2 separate regions of the Gossypium arboreum genome follow, and region 1 is linked to region 2. The links are chromatin contacts, called in public Hi-C maps. All regions are on one chromosome and are shown on one strand. Each heading gives the region's core, a stretch centred on a gene start, on an enhancer-like site or on the middle of the called end of the contact. The rest is flanking DNA. Distances are from core to core; before and after follow the strand shown.

Region 1 (6,422 bases), core at 376-2,875, 94 kb before region 2:
ATAAAATGCAGGATCTTTCATGCCCTGAAAAGTTCTCAAAACGGCTTCCTAGCCGTTGAAGAGCTCGAACCTGGAGCAACTCATAGGTCAGTAACTAAACAGACAATAACCTCATTTGCTCAGATGGATAACTTTCAAAGAACCTATAGCAGAAAGTAATACATGCAGGCCAAACCTAAAGAAGAAGCAGACATAAATATAGAAATAAAGCATTAGAACAGTCCTAAACCTAAATATTTGTTCTGATTCTAATTGTTAATGAAAAAAGTAGAGTTACTATCAACGTTGTTCAGTAACCACCAGTCATTAAATTAAATTAATAAGCGTGGAGAATAAGGCGATGGGTGCAACAAGATTATAAACCTGAGATCGTATTCTTCTCCGCCTTTCAAGGAAATTGGATCTATGGTGGAGCAAATCATGATACCGGGCTTCTCTGGATCGAGAAGTTTCAATTTCATCGTGGGAAATAACGGAGGAATCATGAGTGGAAGCAGTGGTGGATGGAGAGGTAGCTAATTGCTGCTGAGTAATTTGTATGTCCTGCTGCAAAGGGCAGAATGTGGGAGCTCTACCAAGAACACGATCACGAAGCCTTCCAACACTTAAGGCTCTGCTAAAACGAGCGTTGCTTTCGAGAGTCTCTCCACTTCCATCTGAATCATTGAAGATAATCGGAGAACAAGAATTGCGGGGAGGTTGTTGAGGTTCAAGTGTCTCAGAATCGTCATCAGGGTTCAACATCTCCGCGGAGGACCGCATACTATTAGCTCTGCTGAACCGGAAGCTCAAATTACCAGGAAGGAAGCTAATGCCGGAGAGGCAGCGAGAAGGAGAGCGACGAGCAGCTGTCACAGCTGCACCAGAGGTGCTACCACCGGAAGATATGCATGGGGTTGGCAATGGCAATTGCATTTCATCATTAGATGCCGCTTCGCCTTCAACCTTTCTGTTACTTTCTCTTTTCACCAGATCCGATTCCGACGCAGGTTGTTTCCGGTGATCAAAGTGGGGTTTAGGAGAAGCAGATCTAGATAACGCTCCCAGACAAGAGGACCGGAAAACTCTATTCTTACCCTTGGATCTTCCCCTCCGCCAACCGCTGTTAGACGACGAAGCAGCAGGTGCAGTGTCTCTTCCGCCTACTCCTACTCTACAACAACCCTTGCTCCCACCAGATCCCATCTGAGTGGTTTCACTTAAGTTTCACCCTAAACCCAACAAGAAAAAAAGGGAAAACCAGCGCCGATGACGTAATTGGCATTTGGAAGTTGTGCTTGGAAGGCACTCCAACCTTATTATTTAGGGGGCGGAGTGATTAAAAGTGATGTATTACTAACTCATGTCTTCAGATCTCAACGATGGTTACGTCTTGAAAACAGTGTTTCTTTGAGGTGACAATGCCTTTTTTGATTAATGCCGCCTCCTCTGCCTCTTCTTGGGGCTTATTTTCGTTTTTATTCCCTTTTTCTTTTTATTATTAATTTTAAATCCCATCTCTGCTCTGCTTTGCACAGGCGCATGTGGATTGCGGATCCACAAGCAACAGCCTCAGACCACGGATGACTTTAGTGTACCAACAATACAACTGCTCCACACCAGGTGCGGTTCACTTACTCTTTCTAGGACCAATACTGGTGAAATTTCAATCATTACCATATTAAAAATATAAAACGGGCCCAATCCATCCAATATTGAATTAATTAGGCCTAAACAGACCCAATAAGTTGATATAAACAGTAGACACATTTGGAATCCATATGTAAGTTACCGGTGATACTATCAAGTATATGATTCTTTTATGGATATTATTAATTAATTAAGCTTAATAATGATATACAAAAGCAGTGTTGAAAATCAAACTTCCATCATCTTGTTTATTTTTTTTTATTATCAAGGAGACACTCCTATACTATAACATGCCTCTTTCCCAATACACCAAACTCGACGGCTCCTACTTGTACTTGGTGTTGCATTTATACTTGCATCACTGTACAACTCCACGTCCGTGTCGGATTCGCAGTACTTCCCCTCTACTTTGTTCATAACATCACTGAGTGAGTGAGAGTGCCTTGGATTTCCCACATTTATTCCAGGAAAGCACCATGTTGCCACCCCTGAATTTGGGTTACACAAACTATCTTCCTGTAGAATTTCTCCCATCCTGCACATTATGCTGAAAGCCAAGTTCTTTAGGACTCGTGAATATGCTTCCAGAATGGAATGTCCAACATCCTGTGCACCAATTCAAAGTGTAATTCATCGCAATTATTAATATACTACAATATAATATTGATTCAATAGTGAAAGATACAATGCAGAATAAAATAAGCTTCACTTTAAACACCAACTACTTACCTTGCCATATTGAATTTTTGAAGCATCAAGAAATGTTTGAGGAAGGTTTGGGTATGCACTCTTTATCTGACGTAAAAGTGCTTCAGCACGGTCCACTAGTAGCTCCATCTTATCCATTTCAGATGTAGGATTAATAAAGGACCATGATTTTCGCACTGGCGATTTACCACTAGCTTGTTCTGTAAGTCGCCCTTTCCATGCAAATACAGCAGCTTCCAACCTATTAATGACCTCGAGAGCATTGTTTTCAGACTTTAAATTTAGCGAAATGAACATTTCATCAACCGAGCTGGACTCCAGAGTCAAAACCTTGTACAGGTCGTCACCAAGGCTTGCCTTCCCAGACTGTAAACATAAGGAAAGAGATTTGAGTTGCCATAAATGCAATACAAACATCTTGTAAAACTTTAACCCGGAATTTACTCTCATCATTCAAATTTATCAGATACTATAAGATTTTAAAGTAGATTAACGTCAGCTGGTTCCAACTAAAATATCCAGATTCCATTTCTATATTTCCTTTTTAAACATGTAGAGTAACATTTTAGTACTAAAATACATATCATCATAAAAACTATTAAAGGGTCCAATATTTAAAGTCCAATGCCCTGGAGGCAGTGAGCTTGCTCACCTTGGGAAGAGCATCCCTAATAATGGATGGAAGAGGTATTTCAAGCAAAACATTTTCATTAATCGATGCTGCAGCCTTGAATACTTGATATACCACCTTGCCTTTACATTGCAACTTCTGCCTTTCGGTATCTGAGAGCCCAGTTTTTGGTACTTGTGGCAATGGAAGCCACCACCTCTTGCTCTCCCTAGCACTCTTGTTTCTTCCTTCTGCCCGGCTTCCAACTTCTGCATAATAAAACTGAGCATTCACCATTGACTCCAGAGTTTCCTGACAATTTTACAAAATTTAATATGGTAAATGTGGGCGATGTGTTCATTAGAGTATACAAGTTATTAGGAAGAGTAAAGAGATTGCCTACAATAAGCATAGAGTCCAACTTCTGAAGTGCTGGGAGATTCATGTGAATGTCCGCACGGGCTTTTGGTGTCATTATCTGCCCAAAATAGAATTGACATAAATCTCATGACATTGCAAAATGGTCATTGTTAATTTAATAGGGACCCAACAACCGCAAGAGTACCTCCATAGTCCTGCCATTTGCACCATTTTGCTTAGCAGGCACTAACTCCACCATATAGTTGGTAGGAGAGAGTAACCAGTCCATTTCTCTTCGCCATTTATTTTTCCTTTCTTCAGCTAGTGGCTCCAATTTCCACAACTCCCCAAAAATTGATGCTGCACATTCAAATTTGCATAAATTATAAGTTGAAGACTAATGAAAGAAGACAATCCTATGATATCATGAGAACACAATGAACTTCGTGAAATGTACATGCTTTTTTTGTGCTTTGCAAGTTGTGGCTCTTCCTCATGATGCATGCTTCCCATTGATGGAAGACAGAATGAATAAAGTACAACATGAAATGCTATGATTTTCTTATTTAAACATGTTTTACCAAGTTCTAATCCAGAATAAAAGTTTCTGATTATACATGTTTATCTTGCAAACCATTTTAACAGTAGAATGTTGTGCAACAGTTGCGACAGGAGAATCCCGAATAAGCAAGCCATACACACACATAAGGATCTTGAAACAAACTCACCTGCAAGATTTGTGATGGCATTTGACAAAGCTAAAGCTGTGGAGACACCCTTCCGTCCACCGGTAATATCTTCCCCCAGTAGAAGCTTAGCAAAATTTTCTTTCATTGTCTCAACGTCTGAAGATTCAAAGGAATAAGCAGGCTTCTCTTTGACATAAAAATGCTTGGGGCTTTCAGAGAGCTCCCATTCATCTGAACCCTGTTCATCTCTCTTCATCCACTTGGAAGAAAATGATCCAAAAGCATCTTTGCTAGAAGAACAGCTGGAGAAATCATCATCCAAGGAATCAGATGCACATCCATCTCCTCTGCTTGTTCTGCTTTCATTCTCATAAGACTGATTGTTGATAATGCAGCTCTCAAGACCATTATACGTCATTATACCAGAAAATTCTGAAAATTAAATATCCAATTAATGGAATCAGGAGGGAACATATGACAACAAATAGAAGCATAATCAGCTTGACACCTTAGCCAAATGGTTTACATTTGGTCATCAGCTTTTGGCAGGTACAAAGCAAACTAAAAGAAGCTCAAGCTTCCGGCATAAACATTAACTGCAGAAATATAAGCCTCTTCATGAAGTATTATTTGACATTCGAGTTGTAATTAAATGTAATCATTTTATGGCATAAACACTAAAGAACTGCTCAGAAAAGGACACGTCTTACTTTATTAGTTTCAAGAGAAGGTGCAATTTGAGCAAACAAATATCAGGAGAGAAACTAACTTAACAGTCCGTTTAAATCATGCAATTTCATTCATTAATTGGGGGAGGGGAAGGGGACAATTTTCTGGATACATTCCTCTGAGATCTTATGGAACATTCAGTCACTAGAACTGCAAAGACTCCAGCAATCACGGCAAACAGTCAAAGGGAATTTTCTACACCAATGATCCTTGCAAGGAATAGTGAATGAAGTTTACTTCCCACACTTGTAATTTCTGTACCGTCACTTATCTAATAGTGAATCAGATACAGATTGATTAAATGTCATCTCCAATCAAATTTAACTAGACAACATATTAAAACCAGATTTCCCTGGGTACATATGGACCTTCTGCATTTGGAATAAATGAGTCCGTCAGATTTGTCTTCATTATAGAAAAGTCAGATGGTAGCACATGCAGATGCACATGCAAATGGCAGTGCAAGGGGCCAAGTTTAGCATATATAAGATAATTAGACTAGATGACTTATTCGAATAACATGCATAAATAACTGGTTTTACAGTGTGCATAACTTTAACTACCCATCTATTCTCTTCCTTATATAGCTTATAGTAAAGGACTGGTAGTACATGTCATGGACGCTCCTATAGGACAAGAAAACCACATGGCATGTTTAAAGATCCCATCTCATGTTTAAAAGTTATGCCTCAATTTGAAGTTCATTAACAATGTAAGAGCAATAATAACAGGGTCCTCGCCAATTGCCACTAAAATACATGATAAAGGACCATTCAAGAATTGAGAAAAGATTACATTAAGGAAGAAATTTCCTAAGTTTTGAGGGACTGGACTAAATCCAAAAATGAGAAATTTCCAAGAAAGAACTGTTCAACAGCAAAGCAATCTCAAAAGAAGAAAGCCCAAATAAAAATGGGGTTAAAGTTTAAAGGGGGTAGTTTTATTTATGTGTTTTTTTTTCACCATCCTTTTTTTTTCCTACTGAGGATGGATCTCCTTTTCAATTCTTGTCTGTTGCGTTGCAGGGTATATTTCTTGCTGTAACTTGCAGTACTTAAATAAGTCGAGTGGAATATAAGCAAAAGGAAAAATAATAATGGGTGAAATATAATAATAGTATAAGCATACAAGACTATCAGTTGGAGCCTAACCTAAAGGTAAAGCTAAGTTAATCCAAGCATCAATAATTACTAGTATTTCAACTTGGGGAGAAAGAAAAGTCGTCCTCCACATGACTTTTTTTTATGTCCCCACTCAATAACTTTCACACTGTTGACATTGACTGTGACTGTGAGAGGAGTGTTTTAACTTTTAAATGACACCAGTCATACCTACCACTGCTACTACATGAAATGAAGGGAAGGGAAGGGTCCACCACCACCGAACACCAGCAAAGAAAATGTCCATCGAACCTTAATTTTTTTTAAAAAGAAACTGTACACAGTAACTTTATCAGACAGTTATATATACTACAGTTAATTATGAAATGATTCTCACTTTCATTTTTGTTTGCAACTTGTGAATAGTGATCACATCGCTGTCATTACCACCACCCTCGAAACTTCAAAGTTCAAACAAAACCTAAACCAAAAAGCTTCCAATTATGAGATAACCCCCCCGCTCCATGTGGTTTGCTTTGCTTGCACGTACAAGATACCATGAGGATTGAAGCATTTCAATGGGTCCGCTGAGGATAT
Region 2 (6,921 bases), core at 4,290-6,789:
TGTGGCAAATATAAGGATTTAGATGAAATGTATGTGCTCATCTATGTTTGCTTGTTTTAGTTGGAATTGTCAGACATTTTAATTGTTTTAGTTGCAACTGATAACGTTAAGAGTTGATGTGAAAAAATCTCAAAACATTGATGGTGGTTTTCGCAATTCTGCCTATGTTTGAATACAAAGTTTTAGAGTAAAAGCTCCATAAATTCTCACATATTAGATAAATATGCTAAGTAATTTTACATTTCAGTGATCTTTAGTATTACCAAAAGTAATCTTACATTCAAGGGTACTTGCTACATTGTACTATTACCTTTGATAATAGGATTAACAAAATATAAGATTGTTTAGTATATTACCATGTATGTTTTGTTATCCTATTTAAGACATTTGGTTAGTGTATTTGGTTGACCAAATTTAATATTTCTTAAAATTATTTTTTATTAACACTTAAATTTTAACTTATGAATTCAATCTAACAGTTCTTTTTTTTTTACCAATCGAATTTAATTATGAAAACTTATTTATATAATTATCAATTATTTGTTTTAGAGAATTTGGTAGCTTTATCATGAAATGAAAAGTGAAACCACTTTTTTTAAATAATATATATTAACACTTACAATGACACAAATATTAATAAAATTTAAATAGAATTACACTAATTTTTTTGGGGAATTAATAACATATGGTGAAAGGAATTACATTGACTTGTTTACTTGCATAAGAGACTTTTTATTATTTCTAATTAAACTTGTATTGTTATTTGCATTAAGAAAATGATGAAATTCGTTAAACTATATAAATAAAGAATAAAATTATTCAAAAAAATTATTTCACTTAGAATGTGAGGTTAGATAAAAGTTGTGATATTGGAATTTTTCTTTATATTTCGGATTAACATGAGATTAACACCTTAAAGAAATCTTGAAATCTAAACAAGATTGTTATATTTCAAAATTTTACAATACCACCAAAAAATAAAATTTTGCAAATCAAACAAATATTTTAAGTAATTTTATATTTTAGTAATTTTATTATCAAACACCATCACAAAAATATATAATTAATTTATAAAAATCAATACAAAACTATTTTTTATATAAATAAAATAATATAATTAAACAACAAAAGTTAAAAATAATAAATCAGGACAAATGAAGAGCACCAAAAGTCACAAAGTTCAAACGTACTATAGCATCTCCCAAACCTAAACAACCAAAAGCAAAACACCACTCACTTCCGGCTTGGTTTTCAGAATCAGACTCGTTCTAAATAGCTTGGTTTTCAAAATCGAATTTACGATTGAATCGATCAAGTAATTAGTTAACTGATCCGACTGATTTAATTAAATAAATAATTAACAATTTATAAATAATAAAAATATATTAAAAATAAAAAATCAATTCGTGGGTCAATCAGTCAATCGATCTGATTCTTTTTTTTGAACTGATATCTTCACTAATTTTTAATCCTACCAATCTAGGTTGAATCAAACAATCATGTTAAATAGCAATTGCAAAGCTTTTACTTGAAGCAAAGTAGGAGATTTTTCTCCATTTAACATTTCTAATACAAAAATCAAGACTAACGGCTCAAAAGAGTAAGTGATTAAAGCTCTATGTTGTTATATGAGGTAGAAAATTCATGCCTTGATGTTAAAATCAACTATTTCGAACATTAATTATTCTCAATAAGAATTGTTCTCAAATAACAGCTACACTAGATGTTATTTGTTCTAAATAAGAGCTTATTCTAAATATAGATGTTTCTAACATAGCTGTTCTTATTTTGATATTTGAATTAGACTTTAAGGTTCAAATGGATACTTAAGATTTTTTTTGTCCAATTAGGTACCTAAAATAGATTCAAGATTCAAATCGGTACTTAAACTTTAAGTACCAAATTAAACCTTAAAACCATGTTCAAGTACCTAATGGAACAAAAAAGAAAAACTCTTAGATGCTAATTTGAACCATGAAGCGAAGTTCAAATAGCAAAGTGTACAATTTATCCAATCTCAACAAATAGTTATTCCGAGCAACTATTTTAAATAAGAATTATTAAAAAATTAAATAAAGCAAAACTGCTTCTTATTCCGAATTACCTTTATTATCATCCTTGAAAGTGAAATTTTTTAAAATATACTTTTATAGTTATTTCCAAGAAGAGAGAAAATATTAATAATCAAAACTAATATCTACCTCTTGCTTTTAAAAAGACATTAATAACTTAGTAATTTATCCACCCCAGGCTAACAACAATTTTGGGAAAGCATGCAAAACAAAAACTAAGATGGATACCTTCACAACACAGTATGAGCAGTAAATAAATTGTGCTCGCCATACTAGGATGCTTTGATATAAAGTCAAGTGCATCAATTTTGCTCAGGCCTTGAGTATACGAAACTTTCAAACGTGAAAATCCCTTGCATTGGCCAAAACAAGAATGTAAAATGCAAAAATTAAATCTTAAAAGGGATAAAGGAAGGCGAAAACAAATCACTGTTGATTCATTAGTTTACATATCCCTTCCGCCATTCCGTATGTGTCGCATCTTCTCACCATCGTTTCCAAAATACATACTTTAGCAGTTTAAGAACTTAACATAAATTTTGGGGGAACAGGAAACCTATGGTTAGGATAATGCTGAGGCTTTTGGACTTTTAGTAATTAAAGATATGCTTGATTGATTGAAAAAGTTGAATAATGATCAAAGAAAAGTGAAAAAGTAAAAAGAACGAAAAAACATTAATGTGTTTGGTATGCGAAAAAGAATTGAGTGAGAAGATAAAAAGGAAAGATATTTTTTCCATATTATTGCATAAAAATCATTTAGAGATAAGAGTAGAGAAAGGTTAAATCTGCAATTTTTTAATTCTTATTTTCCTAAAATTTTGTCCAACTAAATTAGTTGAATATGCCCAAAAAAAAAAATCAAAAGAGTTAATTGATCTTATAAATCTTTTTCAATTTAGAAAAATAGATTTTTTTGAAGAGAGTGAAAAGAAAATCTAGATACACAGCTTTGTATACATAGTTAGTATAAGAGCACATCCAGCTAGACAACACGTTTTGTACATAGTTAGTGTAAAAACACACCTAACTAGACAAACTTCTGTGTTGACATGTCAGGAAATGAATGTCTAATCGTACATATTTTTTTTATAATTATCAAAAAATTCGTTCAACTATATGCGCTTTCACGTTATCCCTCCAAAAAATCAGCCTATTTTACCAATTAATTTTTTTTCCACGTATTTGACTCATTTGACCTTTTCTTTCAATATTTTTTTCTTCTTTTCTATCTAATAGATTAACCGAATTTTTTTTCCATCTTTTATTTTCCCACAATTGATAGAAAATGAAAAAAAAATTGAAATAAAAGAAAAACAGAAAGAGAATATATATAGATATATATCCACTGGTGAGCTTGTTTGGAAAAAAAAAATCACTTTCCATCAATGGAGTTGAAAATGAAAATTAAAAGAAATACTTAATCATATAAATATGCACACTTAATTTACATTTCTCTCCTTTCCTTTTTTGTTTTTTACTTTTCAATTTAAAATGATTTGCTTAAATCTCTAGGATGGAAAATATCATCCTTACTATTTTCTTTCTTCTCATTTTTCTTTTCTACCAAAGAGACACAAGTTATATTTTCTTTTCACTTTTCAACCCTCCTCTTTCTAGCCTTCTACTTTTCCACTCTACCAAACACACTTGGGGAGAAACACATCAAAAAAACACAAACATTATCTTGAAAATTTGACACCAAAATGATGATTAGATAAAGAGACAGATATGTTCAGTTGACAAATTTGGCAGCAACTGCATTGCCCTTCAGACATCGATTGACTTCATTGACAAAAGACTCTACTGGTGGATATCAACAGATGGGAAATAAAAGATAACACAATATGTCAATGTATAAACCAAGTAGGAACTATAGACCTGATGATAAGTCTAGAGAGAAGGTTCTTACAAACAATATAAACCTAGCACAAAAAAAGAAAATCAAAGACAGATCAACCAAGAAAAAAGGGATTTGGGGTTATTAATGCTCTTGCCAAAGATGTTCTCACATAGTGGAGACTATACAAAGAGTGCAAACAAGAAAATTGTTGCCATGAGGAATCACACAATCAGCACTTCAACTAGAAAAGACAAAGCTAATCCTCAATGAATTATTTCTACCATAATGCAACTTCGGAAGTCAATAAAATTATAACGGTATTATGAACACAGGACAAAACAGCACCAAAAATAGAAGGATAGCCACACATGCAGTCCAGTGCTGCAATCAATCAAATCTCAGATGCTGATTAAAAAGTGAGCATGCAAATTAAACAAAATTCAGGATGTCTCAATATCTTACAAAGGAACCTCTGAGCCTTTAAATGAATTATAAACAACAAACCAGATGCAGCAAATTAGGATCCAGAAATAAATAAATATAGACAGATGTTTGAAAACGAGGAAGGAGTCGATGCTAGACATCAGTTTAGACCCTACACGGACTAAATATGTTAATAAGAAACACAATAAAGAAACTTAATTATCTCTTTTGGGCTAGAAAGTTGAAACTAATTTATCAAATACTGAATGACTATCTAGATTTACACTGACAACTGAGATTTATCCCCCCAAAAGGCTCCTAAGGATACCGTAAGTTGAAACAAAAAAGAAGATAGAACTTAGAATCTATCTTTACGCTGAAAGAACGTCCAATAATCAAATAAACAAAATATTAGAACTTGTTAAAACAAGGACTAAACTTCTTTATTCTACTCATACAGTGGAATAACACGATTTATAAAGTTATGGGATTTAATTGTATCTCTTGTACGAAGCATTTGAGAAGTACGAAAACTACCCAACACATAAGATTAAGATATCACAAAAAATGCTTGCACAACTAACATTACGGTGTTACTATCCAATCAAAATCAATCATTACAAACATTAGATTGAATGGTTATCTTAAATCAAACCAACTACTAAAATAAATCTGCAGTGAACTCATAGGAGGTTACTCTTAATTAACAAGAAATAGGAATTGACTAATTCCAATGTATATTATCATAGTAATTCCTAGATTTAAACAAAACATTTACAATGAAGTAATGCATTTATTTTACTACAACAACGCCATAATTTTTTAAACTAAGTGAAGTTTGAGCAATTAACAATTTTGTAAATCCCTTTTCTTCTTGACGTTTGAATCGTCGAAAGAAAGATAACCAAAAAAAAAAAACAATTTATATATTTAAAACAAAAAAAAAAATCCCAAATCTAATGATTCAGAAGCAAATCTGTAGTTTCCATAATAATAAAACAAATCAATAGTCATAATAATTTTTTTTTAAAAAAAGCTACCAAAAACAAGCAAGAAGGAAAATAAAATCCCAACCTGAGATCTGAATCATAAGCCTAAAAGTGAACAAAAAGGAAAGATCCACGCAACCTTCACCGCGGTCTCCGATTCAGTTGATGCAAGGCGGGATCCGATTCGCGCTTCCTCCAATCACGCCCAGCCATCTGGCTTAAATCAAAATCAAAATCAATCCAATATTAAGGAACAGCTAATCAGTTCCCGACCTGCACCAAGCGAATTAGAGACCGCCGGTAACTGAATCAATCTCCAGCCCCTTTTCCCTTCACCGAAATGGTTGGTTTTGGGAAAAGGGCTCCTCCTTACCATCTATAACTATTACTATTTCTATAACCCTATCGCTGAGCTTGATCTTCCCTTATTTGCCCGTTATTTATAATCACAACAGACCAGTTCCTTCTCTCCACGTGTCCAACACAGTCACTCCTGTTTTGTGAGCAAACAAGAGAAAAAAGTCCACCGTCTCCACTGCAAACTTGAAAAGCACAAAGCATGTGATTTTTTTAAAGTTCCTTATTTCAAAAGTTTTCGAATTTAAATAACACTACTAAACATGGAATTTACTTACATTTATTATTTAAAGCTTAAGATTTTAAAAGTAAATTGGTAGTTGAATCTGATTAACTGATATTACTAAGCACCGCTGGTGTTGAGGATTAATTAAATTATCCAACTTTTTTCACTTTTTTTTAAATTTTAAGTAACAGAATATTTATTTGTTTGAGGAAATGGACTGAAAAAGAAAAACTTAAATAGTATTTGGTAAAATAGTTAATTTTTAATGAAAAGAACAGTGACGAAGTGGCTGTTAAAAGAGGCGTAGATTGGATTGGAGCGAGATAAAAGTGATGCCACTGATACAGTAAGAGCACGTGCGAGTAGTTTACAGATGCAACGTGGAGTATTTGTGTGGTAAAGATAAAGGAAATTTGAAAAATAAATTGACCTCGGTTTTTTGCGATCCGTGTCTTTGCTCTTCAATTTATTCTTCTTCTTTCCAATAACATAATGACACGTGTTACTTACTTTTTCTAATTAATATATTTGCTTAATTTCATACAGTCTTTTTACTTTATAAAAATATTTGGTTTATAAATTTTAGTTAAATCATTAATTTTGGTTTGTTGATGTTGTTAAAACTAATGAGATAACAATAAACAAGTAATAAAAGTATAACATATATCTACATCAAGAAATAAAAATTACATAGGCTCTTCCTATTAATGCCTGCTCATAATAAAATAAAGATTTCAAAACATTACCAAAAGAAAAATCCTACACAAAATTCTTTGAAATCAATTTATAATAATGCAAAATTTCAATTTTCAATCATTTTTAACAAAATTTCAATTTTTCCAAAAGTTTTTTAAACTATAAAAATCTTTTGTAAATAAAAAATTTATTATAAATTCAAAAATATTGAAAATATTGTTTTGTGTATGCATTTACAAATTTTACTAAAATTATTTTTTGCCTTATATAGAGCGATGGTTAAAAAGTTTTCTAGATATTCGTTTGACACAGGTT

The links. A called contact is a pair of places that touch in the nucleus more often than the background predicts.
Region 1: a Hi-C map of leaf shows a contact between it and region 2, with 2.3 times the contacts expected there. The contact joins the promoter of LOC108469549 here to the enhancer-like site in region 2. A contact is called at or near these places in 3 of 5 Hi-C or Micro-C datasets (all in leaf).

Annotation. Positions count from the first base shown.
Region 1 is chr8:19,257,100-19,263,521 of ASM2569848v2, reverse strand. LOC108469549 reads right to left here and starts at 1,625. Exons shown (of 5, transcript XM_017770426.2): 1 at 364-1,625; 2 at 1-70. The coding sequence starts at 1,185. LOC108470321 (rop guanine nucleotide exchange factor 14) reads right to left here. Exons shown (of 8, transcript XM_017771627.2): 3 at 4,036-4,428; 4 at 3,513-3,667; 5 at 3,351-3,425; 6 at 2,990-3,259; 7 at 2,359-2,703; 8 at 1,778-2,235. The coding sequence ends at 1,894.
Region 2 is chr8:19,166,114-19,173,034 of ASM2569848v2, reverse strand. No RefSeq gene overlaps it. Among protein-coding and RNA genes, the nearest start is that of LOC128279500, 6.1 kb to the left of the region's middle. Within about 2 kb of position 5,539, at least 2 of the 2 cell types and tissues checked have an H3K27ac peak or open chromatin away from gene starts, as enhancers often do. A contact at or near this core is called in leaf, where this site is marked.